Linked DNA regions of Mus musculus: regions 1, 2 and 4 are each linked to region 3. Evidence: chromatin contacts called from public HiChIP or PLAC-seq and promoter capture Hi-C data. All regions are on one chromosome and are shown on one strand. Each heading gives the region's core, a stretch centred on a gene start, on an enhancer-like site or on the middle of the called end of the contact. The rest is flanking DNA. Distances are from core to core; before and after follow the strand shown.

The links. Promoter capture Hi-C pulls out the DNA fragments that hold promoters and counts their contacts. HiChIP or PLAC-seq counts read pairs in DNA pulled down with a chosen protein or histone mark.
Region 1: an H3K27ac HiChIP or PLAC-seq map of embryonic stem cells shows a contact between it and region 3, with 2.9 times the contacts expected there. The contact joins the enhancer-like site here to the promoter of Ubqln2 in region 3. A contact is called at or near these places in 7 of 39 promoter capture datasets (the C10 cell line, the HPC-7 cell line, HPC-7-derived erythroid cells and 3 more), 2 of 484 Hi-C or Micro-C datasets (both in embryonic stem cells) and 4 of 115 datasets of contacts at active chromatin or transcription factors (all in embryonic stem cells).
Region 2: a contact with region 3 is called in a promoter capture Hi-C map of pre-B cells. The contact joins the promoter of Usp51 here to the promoter of Ubqln2 in region 3. A contact is called at or near these places in 5 of 39 promoter capture datasets (cranial neural crest, frontonasal cranial neural crest, hippocampal neurons and 2 more) and 1 of 115 datasets of contacts at active chromatin or transcription factors (astrocytes).
Region 4: an H3K27ac HiChIP or PLAC-seq map of embryonic stem cells shows a contact between it and region 3, with 4 times the contacts expected there. The contact joins the promoter of Foxr2 here to the promoter of Ubqln2 in region 3. A contact is called at or near these places in 1 of 39 promoter capture datasets (HPC-7-derived erythroid cells) and 1 of 115 datasets of contacts at active chromatin or transcription factors (embryonic stem cells).

What each region holds. Positions count from the first base shown.
Region 1 is chrX:153,209,817-153,213,493 of GRCm38.p6, forward strand. No RefSeq gene overlaps it. Among named protein-coding and RNA genes, the nearest start is that of Rragb, 72 kb to the left of the region's middle. Within about 2 kb of position 1,520, at least 11 of the 459 cell types and tissues checked have an H3K27ac peak or open chromatin away from gene starts, as enhancers often do. A contact at or near this core is called in embryonic stem cells, where this site is marked.
Region 2 is chrX:153,005,147-153,008,402 of GRCm38.p6, forward strand. It overlaps Usp51 (ubiquitin specific protease 51), which reads left to right and starts at 1,323. Exons shown (of 2, transcript NM_001137547.1): 1 at 1,323-1,398; 2 at 2,143-3,256. The coding sequence starts at 2,266.
Region 3 is chrX:153,496,312-153,499,497 of GRCm38.p6, forward strand. It overlaps Ubqln2 (ubiquilin 2), which reads left to right and starts at 1,921. Exons shown (of 1, transcript NM_018798.2): 1 at 1,921-3,186. The coding sequence starts at 2,143.
Region 4 is chrX:153,117,483-153,121,171 of GRCm38.p6, forward strand. It overlaps Foxr2 (forkhead box R2), which reads left to right and starts at 1,306. Exons shown (of 4, transcript NM_001034894.3): 1 at 1,306-1,368; 2 at 1,533-1,608.

The DNA.
Region 1 (3,677 bases), core at 270-2,769, 290 kb before region 3:
TAGAAGGCAGATTCATTAAAAGAAAGCTTTTATATAACAGTTTCCTCAAGGATTAAAACAGTCCAGCTCGCAGGAGGATCCTTAAGGCAGAAGGTAAGCAACTCAAAATAGCTTCAGGAAGTCCATGAAACCGACCAGATTTATTAGGGCCCTCCACCCACAGTAAGCAACACAAGCCAAGAGTTCCCCTCAGATACAGCATAGCCAATTTGCAAAGACTCTCAGACAACCCAAGTTGCAAAAGGTACTCTGAGACCAGCCCAGCTGCCTTAAAAAAAAAAAAAAAAAAAAAAAAAAAGTAAAAACCAGTGGAGCTGCCTATAAGACTTTGAGGCTCCGGGAAAAGGACCCTTTCTAGTCTTTTGAACTGCCTACAGGCTGTGCAGTGTGCTCCATTCTTCCAGCTTTCACGAGTGGTCAGTCATTCATGCTGCACTTAGCTTTGTAGATGTAGCTCTCTTTGAGTCATTTCTGTTCGTAAAAGGAACCCCTCACCCATAATCCTCCTATAAGCAAGCCCAATAAAATTGACTGCTTACTAAGTTTTACTTTAGTAGTTAGTATCCATACTTTGGTCTGTCATGGGTTTCCTATCTGGAGTGGAGTAGATGTGTGTGTGTGTGTGTGTGTGTGTGTGTGTGTGTGTGTGTGTGTTGCTTGCATCTCCTCCTGGAGAAGTCTTGTTGCCCAATAGAAGCTGAGATGAATTTATACTTCAGATGGATTTTACTAGGAGGAAATAAATGATAATATCAAGGCCCCAAGCAACTGAATCTGAGAGTGTGCTTTCTGGTGGGAGGAAGAGCTTCATTAGGAGATAGCCACCGAAGATATACTGTTAACATCCTGAAAGAAAAGGTTCATCCCTCCGGGCATGGTGGTGCACACCTTTAGTCCCAGCATTTGGGAGGCAGAGGCAGGCGGATTTCTGAGTTCGAGGCCAGCCTGGTCTACAGAGTGATTTCCAGGACAGCCAGGGCTACACAGAGAAACCCTATCTCGAAAAACCAAAAAAGGAAAAAGAAAAAGAAAGAAAGAAAGGAAGGAAGAAAGGTAGGAAGGAAGGAAGGAAGGAAGAAAAGGACCTTCTTTCCCAAGGATTAGGAAAATTAACATAATTTTTTTAAAGGCGTCACCACCACGCCTGGCTTTTTCCTTTTCTTTTTTAAGTTTTATTTATTAGTATATGTAAGTACACTTCAGACACACCAGAAGAGGGCGTCAGATCTCATTACGGGTGGTTGTGAGCCACCATGTGGTTGTGGGATTTCCATGTGGTTGTGGGATTTCAACTCAGGAACTTCAGAAGAGCAGTTAGTGCTCTTAACCACTGAGCCATCTCCCCAGCCCCTACAATCAGCTTTTAAGGGGAAATACATTGACTTTTCATTTGCAAAAACAAAGGGAGTATCTTGTTCACTTAGGTTTTCGGTGGGAGGAGTTCCATACCTAGTTTGCATGCTAGAAGTCAGGAAGGTGCCTCCAGTTAAGAGAGAATTACAATTGGAGGTTGTTTTGGGTTTTAGCTGTGGGAAGGAAGAGTGACCTTGCCTGCAGCTGCAAGGAGTGGGAGGGAGAGAACTCAGGTCTGTCAGAGTGCAAGGTCACAGCAGACAGCAGGGATCAGGGCCTGGTTTCTGGGAGGGAGAGCAGCTCCAGACTTCTGGGAGAGAGATCAATTCCTCATGTTCAGTGACCATCAACAATAAAATTATTTTGGTGGCTACTTCATAACTGTATTTTTGTTACTGTTATCAATAATGTAAAAATCTGTGTTGCCCGATTATCTTTGATGACTCCTGTGAAAGAGCCCAAGGGATCGTGATCCACAGGTTAAGAACTACTGGGCTAGAGGTCTATAATATACTGGTAGTGACATAGAGAAGATCCTGTAGCTAAGACAGACAACTTTGAGCTGCAATCACATGGTTGGCTCAAAGATATGGTCTTCCATTTACTGCTTTACCTGGTTAGCTTATAAAACATTTAATGTCTCAGGGAACTACAAATTAATGGGACTGGTCATAATGTTGGAGCACAGTGTTTGTGCTCAGTAGGCTTTTGCTTTAGCTTTTACATTCTTCCAATGAGATCTTATCACACACCAGCCTCTCAGTAATTCCTCATTCCATTCTCCCTCAGAAGACATTCTTTTTTTTTTTTTTTTTTTTTTTTTCGAGACAGGGTTTCTCTGTATAGCCCTGGCTGTCCTGGAACTTACTTTGTAGACCAGACTGGCCTTGAACTCAGAAATCCGCCTGCCTCTGCCTCCCGAGTGCTGGGATTAAAGGCATTCTTGCTCTAACACATGCACCCCAGCCTCTGTGCTTCTTCGATGCAGCTCTCTCAGTGTGGCTTTTCTTACTTGTGTTTTTCTCACTGTCTTCTTGAAAAATCATGCCCTGTTGCTCTGAGGTGAAGTTTTGGCCAACTTTGGTTTTTGAAGAGGAATGGCTTTCCAATCCTTCATAGAGGGAAGTCAAGGCAGAAAGCTGGGGTAGAAACTGAAGCAGAGGCCATGGAGGAATGCTTCTTACTGGCATATAAGATTCCTCTCCAGGGCCACCTTCCCAAGGATGTCACTGGCCACAGTGGGCTGGGCCTTCCCATATCAATCTTTAACTAAGAAAATGCCCCCAGAGACATGCCCAAAGTCAATACAATGGATGCCATTTCTCAGTAGAGTCTCTCCCCAAGTGACTCTAGTTGACAAAACCTAAGTAGCACAGGTCTTGAACTTGATGTCCATGGGATGAGCAAGGAGTCTAGGGCCGCAGGGAACCTTAATGTCTCCTAAGAAGTGGTTGTTATCTTTGAAAGAACTCCCAGGCAGACAGAAGGAGCTTTGACACCTTTATGCTTTACATAAATCCCTTATAGGTGGATTGCTAGGCCTCATGAAAAGTGGACTTTTCTCTTTTTGTTCTTGAATTTTCCTTGATTTCCTTTAACACACTATCAGTAATTTGAATTCTTTATTCCAGCAATGAGTGGTCTCATCACTGAAGTGGAAGCATCACCAGGGGCTTCATGTGCTCTCTGTTGTTTCCCTGTGGATAGTCTGTGTCCTCTTGACTCGAAAAGTGTAGCCTTATTGACTACACTCCTTGTGTATAACATACAGTCAGGGCTGTTATATTTGTTCCTGCCTCATGCTGGTCCTCTCTAATGTAAGCATCCTGACATTTCATTCTGAATGAAAAAATAAATCCAAGGAAAGGAAAGGAAAGGGTACCCTGGTCATGCTGCTTTAGTATTTAGTACTGAAGTCTTACACATCCCTTGCTAGGTTTCTGTCTTTCTTCCCTTTCCTGATTTTCATTGTGAATGTGTGCTACATTCTGCCAACTGCTTTCTTTTTCTGCTATCATTTGATAAAAAACCCCCACAATATTATGTTTCCTTCCCTCTTTAGTCTATTAACATGACATGCATCATAGATTTCTGTATGCTGAACAATTTATATATTCTGGGAATAATTCTCATTTGGTGAATAATATTTCTGATATTATGTTGAATCCCATTGTGTAGTATTGAGTATTTCTATGTGTATGAGTGTTTTGCTCCATTCTCACTAATAGAACTTTACTAGTTCTAAGACTTTCTTCCTTATTTTTGTTCCAGCTCCTACAATACCCCCTCCCTTTCTGTGGGATTCCCCAAGCTCTGCCTAATGT
Region 2 (3,256 bases), core at 73-2,572, 490 kb before region 3:
GCTGAAATGTCGTCATTTTGTATGTTTTATTATTCTACAAGTTTGGTTTGATCACTCCAAATTACAGTTAGACAGTTACATTATTTAAATTTTTGACCATCTTCCTGCTTCCCTTGTTTGAGTCACTGCTGTTTTAGAATGTGTCTGTGATATGTCAATCTGAAGCCTCTGTTTGTAATGTTCACATTCCTTGGATACAGACAAAAAGTCTGGGAAGTGGGTGGAATGTGTCCCTTTGGGCTCCCCATTCATACTACTGAACCATGGTTTTTAGTTATTCAACTTGGGATTGATCATACTGTTCCCATAATAAGTGTCAGGCCAGCTGTGGCTGCTATCTTCTCTTTGGGTTGGTTTCCTGAATGCATTGAGATAACTCTAGGAGTGGAGACCCAGGTTGGAATAGGGAAGTGTGATAGATTTCAGTAGGAAGAATTTTTTAACTGATTCTGAAACAATGTGGCAAATATTTAGATATATATTTTCCTGATTCCAGTCTTTTTTATTTGCATACTTCTCCCACAATTTTTGTGCCACTGTATGTGGGTATATGTGGAGAGAACTTGATAAAATATTTCTGAGTTCTGGAAAGATCTCTGTGAGGCCGATCACCCTCTTCCGGGTTTACACATTCACCCATAGCATTGTTCTTAAGTGTGCTGACGCCCTGCAATGTGCTACTTAGTGATTTTAACCTGAACACCCAATACTAGGGTTACTAATATAAGGGGTGACCAAAAGTATATGTTGCCACTCTGTGTAAACATCTTAGGATCTTTCACCTTTGACCGATGAGCTCTAAGTGTTTACAGTTTATCCCTGTAGGAACAGCATGTTGCTGGGCTGAGGTCTATTTTATCCTGAATCATATGCGTATTTTTCCTCTCCCCAACACTCAGAAATAATAACCTCTCCACTTTACTCTTGAGATTTTAATTTTAAAGCTTCCGGAAGGAACACTGTAGAATTTGCCATCTTAGTGAATCCCTAACCCTACCTTGGTTAGTTTTGTTGTTGTTGTTTCAGGGTTTTTTTTTTCCCCCGTTCTTTCTATTTTTTTTCTTTTTTTTCTTTCTTTTTTTTTTTTCTTTTTAAGAGTGCCATAACCAGATGAAGCCTGAGCCTTCCCAAGATCTTTTACTAAAATCTGTGGCTGTTGTTACCTCTGGTAGAATCCCTTTCAGAAGGGGTTTTTCTGCCTAGGGGGACAGCGGTACTATTCATCCCTGCTGGAGGCCTGATTCCGGGGCTGGGGGCCCATACGTGGAGAGGGGAGGGGCCAGGGGGCGGCCCCCTTGTGACCAGCCCCGAAGAGAGGTCATAGAGAAGACTGGCAGAGGAGCGCCTGGACAGCAGCAGCAGCTGACTTTCTAGATGAAGCGCGCCTTGGGGCCCCAGGTAACAAACCCAGACCTTTTTACAAATCCGCGGGCTTGGGGAGCTGCGGTGGTTGCGGGGAGGGAGCATGCACTTTGGGGGTCGCGTACTGTGGATGGGGGTGGTCACGCGTGAAGGGAGTCTGAATTCTGGGGGAAACCCTAGGAAATGAGAGGACAGGAGCAAGAAACGGGGTGTGAGGGCACAGGCACGAAAGAGCAAGAGAGGGCGCTCGAGCGTGGCACACAGCAAGCGCGCTTAGGAGTAGAGGCTGGAAGCATAGGTAAGAAAGGAGGCAGGGGACACTTTCGTCCACTGAGTCAGTTTTTTTTCAAAGATAACCTCCTTTCAGCCATATTTAACATACATTGTTGACTCGAGGGGTTTAAAGATGCAAGGAAAGAACGTAGAAAAAGGTGCGCCAAAGCGAGGCTGCACAGAGCGCCGAAAAGACAGCGGGTTATGCCTTTTTAAAAGAGTTGCCATCCTTTTCACCCTAAAGCTCAGGACAGTCCCCTTCCCCCCTCCTTCCCCGGTACCAGCAGTTCTGGCGGCCTTTGGAGCAGGTAGCCGCGGGCTCGGGCTCGGCACGCCACGCGAGCCCCCGGTGCAGGGGCGGAGCCGCGGCCGCGCGCGGGGCTCGCGGCAGGGGGAGGGGCTGAGGCTAACGGCACCGCGGCCATGACGCCGGGCTGGCCGTCCACACGAGTTCCTGTCTCCCTCCACCCATAGTCATAGCTCATTCCCAGACGCGTTTCTTCCCAGGCTTGGGAGTGAGCCGATGGCCCACGTTCGAGAAGCGTCCCGGTCCTCCCGCTCTGTCGCCTGTTGGAGTTCGGGAGGTGGTCGAGGAGCCTGTCTGGAGCAGGCAGCTGAGAGTGCATCGAGATGCGGGGTACACAGGGAGCCCAGGAGATGAAGCCGGAGCTGTGGCCGGAGCCCAAGCCCACGTCGGAGAACTTAACAAGTAGGGGCAGTGGCAGCTATGAGAAGGTGCTCCCTTCTATCCCGGCTGCTTGTCACACCAGCTCCAGCTCGGTTTGCCCGCGCCGCAAGCCCCGCCCTCGGCCCCAGCCCAGGTCCCGCTCCAGGGGAGGGCGTGGGCTCAAGGCCCCACCCCCGCCTCCCGCCAAACCTCCGCCTCCCCCGCCAGCGCCGCCACCTCCACCCCTGCCCAAGCAGCGGTCGGTGGCCTGGCGCAATTCCAGACGTAGATCCAGGCCTGGACCCAGACCCCAAACACGGAAAAGCTACTCTAGTGACCATGGCTCCTCTAGGGATTCAGATGGCTCAGAGAACAGTTTACTGGAGGTAGGGTCTAATAAGGGTCCCACAGGCTGCTGTCATGTAGAGAGCTTTAAAGTAGCTAAAAACTGGCAGAGAAACCTGCGGATGATCTATCAGCGTTTCATTTGGAGTGGAACCCCGGAGACTAGGAAACGTAAGGCAAAGTCATGCATCTGTCAAATATGTAGTACTCACAAGAACAGACTCCACTCTTGTCTGTCCTGTGTATTTTTTGGATGCTTTACTGACAAACATATTCACATTCATGCCGAAACAACGCAACACAATTTAGCAGTAGACCTCTGTCATGGGGTTATATATTGCTTTATGTGTAGGGATTATGTATATGACAAAGATATAGAAAAGATCGCCAAAGAAACAAAAGAAAAAATTCTGGGACTGTTATCATCCCCTACAGGAGATGCATCTTATCAGCAGTTGATGGCATCTGAGGTGGAAGAAAACCAATTAACCTGCGAGTCAAAAGATCAGGAGACCAGTTTGGTAAAACCCAAGAAAAAGAGGAGGAAAAAGACAATGTATTATACTGTAGGCTTCAGAGGATTAATTAATCTTGGTAATACTTGCTTTA
Region 3 (3,186 bases), core at 671-3,170:
TTTAACTCCAGTTCCATTTAGTCATTGTGTAGAATCCTGTACCATTTCCTCTTCCTTGTGACTAGATGTTTAGAATGACTGCCTCTTGTACATTTATTTTCTGTTAATTTTTCTTTCAGTACTAGGAATTGAACCCAGGGTCTCTTCACACACAGTACGCATGTGCTCCATCAGTGAGCAGCAGCCCAGCCCTTCTAGCTAATAGAATATTTTATATACATATGTACATATGTTTTAAATACCATAGATATTTACATTTGATGTGTGTCAGTTAATTATGTTTTGATATGTATTTAAAGCAAGTATACTTTTCATTGTACATTATATCTATATGAGCTCTTGCATATATAATGATTTTTGTACTAGTCATGGGTATAATGGCCCTGTATTTTGTTTTACACTGAGATTTATTAAGGTACTGTGACGTAATGATTTTGAAATGCTGTTAAATCATCTCTAGGTTTTTGTATGGGAAAAGGATTTTCTGTGTTCAAAGCAAGAGAAATAAATGATTTCAGAATAATTTCTTCTATAATTCAGGTTTTCTATAACAGTAATACTCCATTTTTTGTTTTCTTTATTTAATCCATAATGATTATGTTAATTTCTGCCACGACTATTGTGTGCCTGTCAATTTTTACCTTTACTCTTGTCTGAAAATAATATTTGTAGTTTTTAAAAATCATAAACGCAATGCATATTTATTCATCAAATTCACAATCTTATAAAAATAGAAAATAAGAATTATTTACAATTTCAGCTCTTACTAATAATTACCTTTATCATAATGGAGTATAGCCTTTCAGATTTTTTTCACACATACAGTCTACAAGCTTTTTGATGCTGACACCTACACACATGTATTGTTTCCATTTGTTAAGAAAACCATAAAAAATAACCCCAAATATCGTCTATTATTTTCTCCTAACTACAGTGCATTTAATGTATTTTTTAGAGACATGTAATACTACATGAATTAGCCACCATCTTTTAGACACAGGGATTATTTTATTGTATGGCAAAATCATAGTATTCCTGTCACAGACCCATTTAACTAGCTAAACGCTATTTTTTAAAATGCCACGTTGTTTATATATACTTTTCGAATTGATTATTAGGTCTTTCTAAACAAAGGTGCAAATCCTTAAAATGTCCATTTGTATTTTCAAACTGCCCCATTACAACAATTCATACTACGACTAGCATGAGAGTGCATTTTCTCGGCTCCTGGTCAACAAGGTTTAACGTTCTTTTTTTTTTTTTTATCGCTGCCAATATGATAAACCCGAAGGAAAAATCTCATTGTGTTTATTTGAATCCCTTTGATTAGGAGCGAGCCTCATCTTTTCAGAAGCCTGTTGGCCGTTTCTCGGCTTCTTTTGTAAAATGCTCGCTCCCGCCATGCCTTCCCTTCCCCCAACCGGGCGCTCATTCTCCCTTTTTGCTTTGTCAGAGTTCTTTACTATTCATTTTTCGTCCTTTGCCTGGGATCGGTTCAATTCAGGCTTTCATCCTTTCACTGCCTCCCAGATTGCGAACCCACATTCTCCATTGGTCTTTCAGTGGCTGCTAAAGAAGCTGCCTCCCTCTTCCTCCTCCTGGCCTCCTCCCTTCCCCCCTCGCCTCGCCCGCCTCGCCTTGGTCCCCTGGCTTTTCTCTCCAGCCTCCTTCCTTTTCCTTCTCTTCCCCCCTCTCTTTGTTTATTTCTCCCTCCCTCTCCCTCTCCCTCCCTCCGCCCCCCCTCCTCTGCAGGGCAGGAGTTTTGCGCTCGGCCGCGAGACGCTCGCTGGGCTGGCGCCGCGTCAGCAGGGGGCGGGGCGCGGCCGGGGGCGGGGCGGGGCGGGGCGGGGCGGGAGCGCGGGCGCCGCAGCTGCAGGAGTCGCTGGGAGTGCGCGCGGGCAGATCACAAGGCGGCGGCAGCGGAGACGGCCTGCAGGACCTGCTCTCTCAGCCCTCAGCCGAGGCCTACGCCGAGCCGAGTGCGCAGCCGACGACCGGGAGGAGCCGCAGCCTTCAACTCTGAGGTACTGTGATCCGCGCTGCCCGCCGGGCCGCCCCAGTCCGCTGCTGCGGCACCTCCTTCCCTCGCGCCCTCTTCGCTCGCCAGCGCCTTCCCTGTGAGCCTGCGTCACCGCGGCCGCCATGGCTGAGAACGGCGAGAGCAGCGGCCCCCCGCGCCCCTCCCGCGGCCCTGCGGCGGCCCCAGGCGCGGCCAGCCCGCCGGCCGAGCCCAAAATCATCAAAGTCACTGTGAAGACCCCCAAAGAGAAGGAGGAGTTCGCGGTGCCCGAGAACAGCACCGTGCAGCAGTTCAAGGAAGCGATTTCCAAACGCTTCAAATCGCAGACCGATCAGCTCGTGCTGATTTTCGCCGGAAAGATCCTGAAAGATCAAGATACCTTGATGCAGCATGGCATCCATGATGGACTGACTGTTCACCTGGTTATCAAAAGCCAGAACCGTCCGCAGGGCCAGGCCACCACGCAGCCCAGCACGACTGCGGGAACGAGCACGACGACCACGACCACCACCACGGCGGCGGCGCCGGCGGCGACGACATCATCGGCTCCCAGGAGTAGCTCCACACCTACCACCACGAATAGCAGCTCCTTTGGGCTGGGAAGCCTTTCCAGCCTTAGTAACCTGGGCTTGAACTCGCCCAACTTCACCGAGCTTCAGAACCAGATGCAGCAGCAGCTCCTGGCCAGCCCTGAGATGATGATCCAGATCATGGAAAATCCCTTTGTTCAGAGCATGCTTTCGAATCCTGATCTGATGAGGCAGCTCATCATGGCCAATCCACAGATGCAACAATTGATCCAGAGAAACCCAGAAATCAGCCACCTACTGAACAACCCAGATATAATGAGGCAGACGCTGGAAATCGCCAGGAATCCTGCCATGATGCAAGAGATGATGCGAAATCAAGACCTGGCTCTCAGTAATCTCGAAAGCATCCCAGGTGGCTACAATGCTCTGCGGCGCATGTACACTGACATTCAAGAACCTATGCTGAATGCCGCACAGGAGCAGTTTGGGGGCAACCCGTTTGCCACGGTGGGGAGCAGTTCCACCTCAGGGGAAGGTACTCAGCCCTCCCGCACGGAGAATCGTGATCCGCTGCCCAATCCTTGGGCACCACCGCCAACAACCCAGACGGCTGCGACCACCACCACCACCACGACC
Region 4 (3,689 bases), core at 56-2,555, 380 kb before region 3:
AAGGTCTCAGTAGAGTTCATATGAACTACTGAGAAAATTTCTCAAAGAAAAGAAGTATTGGGATTTTCAAGTTATCTAAATTATACAGCAAGTTTGCATCACAGACAGCTACAGCCTCTGGTATCATCACTACAGTCATTGTAAAACAAACCAGTAGCTTTATGCCAGCACTCTGACTTTATCAAATAAAGTCTTAACATCATTGATTAGCCTGCTTCTGACACACAGCCTCTGCATCAGTATTTACTATTGTTTCACTGTTGCAGAAGAGTAGAATTTGTTGTCTTCTTTTTAATTAAGGACACTTCTCTGAAGTCCAGATTCTACTGGCAGGGGAACAAAATTTGTTCATCATTGTGATGTAGTGCATTTGAAACAATCCTGTAAATATTGAGAGATTATTTTAGATAAATAACATGTCAGGAATAGAATGTATCTGGCCTTTCGGAAATTCCAAAGACCAGCACGCCCCTATATTAGCCTTTCCCTATATTTTTTTTTCCTTCATGTTATGAGGTTTTTACTCACTGCATCTATGAGTTTTATGCTGTTAGTTTTTGGTATGAAAATGTACCAAATGTCATTATTCAAATCTAGAGAATTATAGGTTAATTCTTTTAAGTTATAGAGGAATGTTATGTAAATCTCAGTATATTCCCCATTTCTCTTGACTGTGCTTCTATATTGTTATGATTCCTGCTTTATGTTGACTGAGTCTTTGACTGCGGATATGTACAGTTCATTGATCTCTTCTTTGACTATGACGTTTTCATTTACCAATGGGGGGGGGAGGAGTGTTTATTTATTGTATACGCATGCATGTGCACACTTGTACATATTGTACATTTGGGAGTCAGAAAATAACTCTTTCAGGCATTCCCCAGGAACTCAGAGGCTACTACTTCCAGGGAAGCAGATAGGCTAACTGCAGATCTTCACCTCTCCCTCCGTTTCTCCAAATCCAATTCCCCCTCTCATTCCCCAGCCCAACAGCAGAACACCTGCTGCTAGCCTCCCATCCCCCAGACAATGCTTATCCCAGCCCCCAACTCCAGCAGACTCTCCTTGGGAATCCACGGGTCACTTCTACCAGGGAAACAGGTAAGCTGACTGGCAGCTCTTCACCTATCCCTGCTCTCCTCCACAGCCAACCCCTCACCTCCCCCCCCCACCCCCCAGTCTCATCTCTAACTCTGCAGCAGAGCACCTGCTGAGGCCTCCCTTCCCTCCCCGCCCCCCACCTCCTTTGGATGGCACAGATCTTCCCCTCCTAACGTCCTTCCCTTACTCATTGCTTTATTGCAGACCCCAACTCCAGCAGGCACTCCCTGGGAACCCAAAGGCCATTCATTCCTGCCAGGCAAGCAGGTAGGCTGACTGCAGATCTTCACCTCTCTCTCTGCTCCTCGAAATCCAATCCTTCAGTCTCATCCCCAACTCTGCAGCAGACCACCTGCTGCAGCTTCCCTTCCCCCTCTGCCTCCATCTCCAATGGATCCCACTGATCTTCGCTTCCTATTCTCTCTCCCCAGTCATTGCTTTATCCCAGCGTCTGACTCCAGCTGGCACTCCCTGGGAATGCTCCCACTACTCTGGCCAAGGAAGCAGGTAGGCTAACTTCACCTCTAGCCCTGTTCCTCCAAATCCAACCCCCTGGTCACATCCTCAGCTCTGTAGCAGAACACCTGCTGCAGCCTCCCTTCCCCCTCTGCCCCATCACCAGTGGATCACCAGGTCTTGCCCTCCTAACCTCTCCACCCATTCATTCTTTTGTCCCAGCCCCCAACACCTGCAGGCACTCCCTAGGAATTCAATGGCTACTCAGACCAGGGAAACAAATAAGCTGACTCCAGACCTCCACCTCTCCCTCCATTCCTCCAAGTCCAACCCCCAGTTTCATCCCCAGATCTGTAGCAGACCTTCGGCTGTGACCTCTCCTCACTCTCTGCCCCCAGTCCCAGGGGACTAAGCAGATACTGGTAGTACACCCTGATTTCCTCCCTCCTGTGGACCCCCCCTCACCTCCTCTAGCCCATCTCCATTTCTACATGTCAGCTCCCAATACCCAGAAACAGATTTTAATTGGAAGCTCCAGTGGCCAAATCTATCAAGACCACAGGAGAATTTCCTACACAGGCACAGCAGTTTTTTAAGAACCAGAAAGACAAGACCAGATATCAGCATCTAGAATTAAGATGTTCCCAATTCCAGGGGCCTAGACCTAGAAAACAGACACACACACACACACACACACACACACACACACACACACACACACACACTCAATAACAGCCAGGACAGTGTGTCTCCACTAGAGCCCAGCTACCCTGCCACAGCAGGCTCTGAATATTCCAACATAGCTGAAGCTCAGGAAAAAGACATTAAAACAGCCTTTATGAATATGATAGAGGTCTTTAAAGACGAAATGAATAAATCCCCTCTAAAAATCTATGAAAACCGAGCAGCGAAAAGAAATGACTAAAACAACACCTCAAGACCCAAATGAGGAAAAAAGAGTCAATAAAGAAAACCCAAACTGAGAAATCTGGAAATTAAAAATTGAGGACCTTGAATTTAGGAACCTGAGAAAGAAGCTTTGCCAACAGAATACAAGAAATGAAAGAGTGAATCCCAGGCATTGAAGACAGGATAGAAAAAAGAATAGATATATTGACCAAAGAAAATATTAAATATCACAAACTCCTGGCACAAATTCAGGAAATCTGGGACACTACAACACCAAATCTCAGAATAATAGGACTAGAGGGAGGAGGAGCATCCTGATGAAAGTCACAGCAAATGTTATCAACAAGATAATATAAGAAAATTTTTCCTAGCCTAAAGGAAGAAATGCCTATATGCTTTACAAGAAGCATACAAAACCCCAAATACACTGGACTAGAAAAGAAAGCCCCCCTCTACTCAGAAGACTAAATGTACATGATAAAGGCTATTAAAAGCTGCTAGGGGGAAAAAGACCAAGTAACATATAAAGGCAGAGCTGTTAGAATTACACTCGGCTTCTCAATGGAGTCTCTAAAAGTCAGACGTCTTAGAGCAGTAAGACAACTAAAAGAGATCAAGGGGATGCAAGTTGGAAAAGAAGTCAAAGTGTCTTTACTTGCTGATGATGTGACAGTATACCTAAGTGACCCTTAAGACTCAATCAGGAAACTCCTATTGTAACACTTTAAGGAAAGTACCTGAATACAAAACTCGCAGAAATCAGATGCCCTCCTATATACAAATGACAAAGGGACTGAGAAAGAAATCAGGAAAACATCGCTTTTCACAATAGCCTCAGAAAATATACAACATTTTGGTGTAACTCTAACTAAGCAAGTGAAAGACTAGTATGATGAGAACTTCAAGTCTTTGAAGAAAGAAATTGAAAAGATATCAGAAAATGGAAAGATCTTCCATGCTTATGGATCAGTCGGATTAATACAATAAAAATGGCCAACTTACTAAAAGTAATCTACAGTTTCAATGCAATCACCATCAAAATTCCAACTCAATTATTCGCAGACCTTGAAAGAACGATCTTCAGGTACATATGGAAATGCAAAACAAAACAAAACAAAACAAAAAAAAACTCAGGATAGCTAAAACAATCCTAAACAATAAAACAACTACTGGCTGTATCACTACCCCTGATTTCAAGTTGTACTACAGAACTATAGTAATAA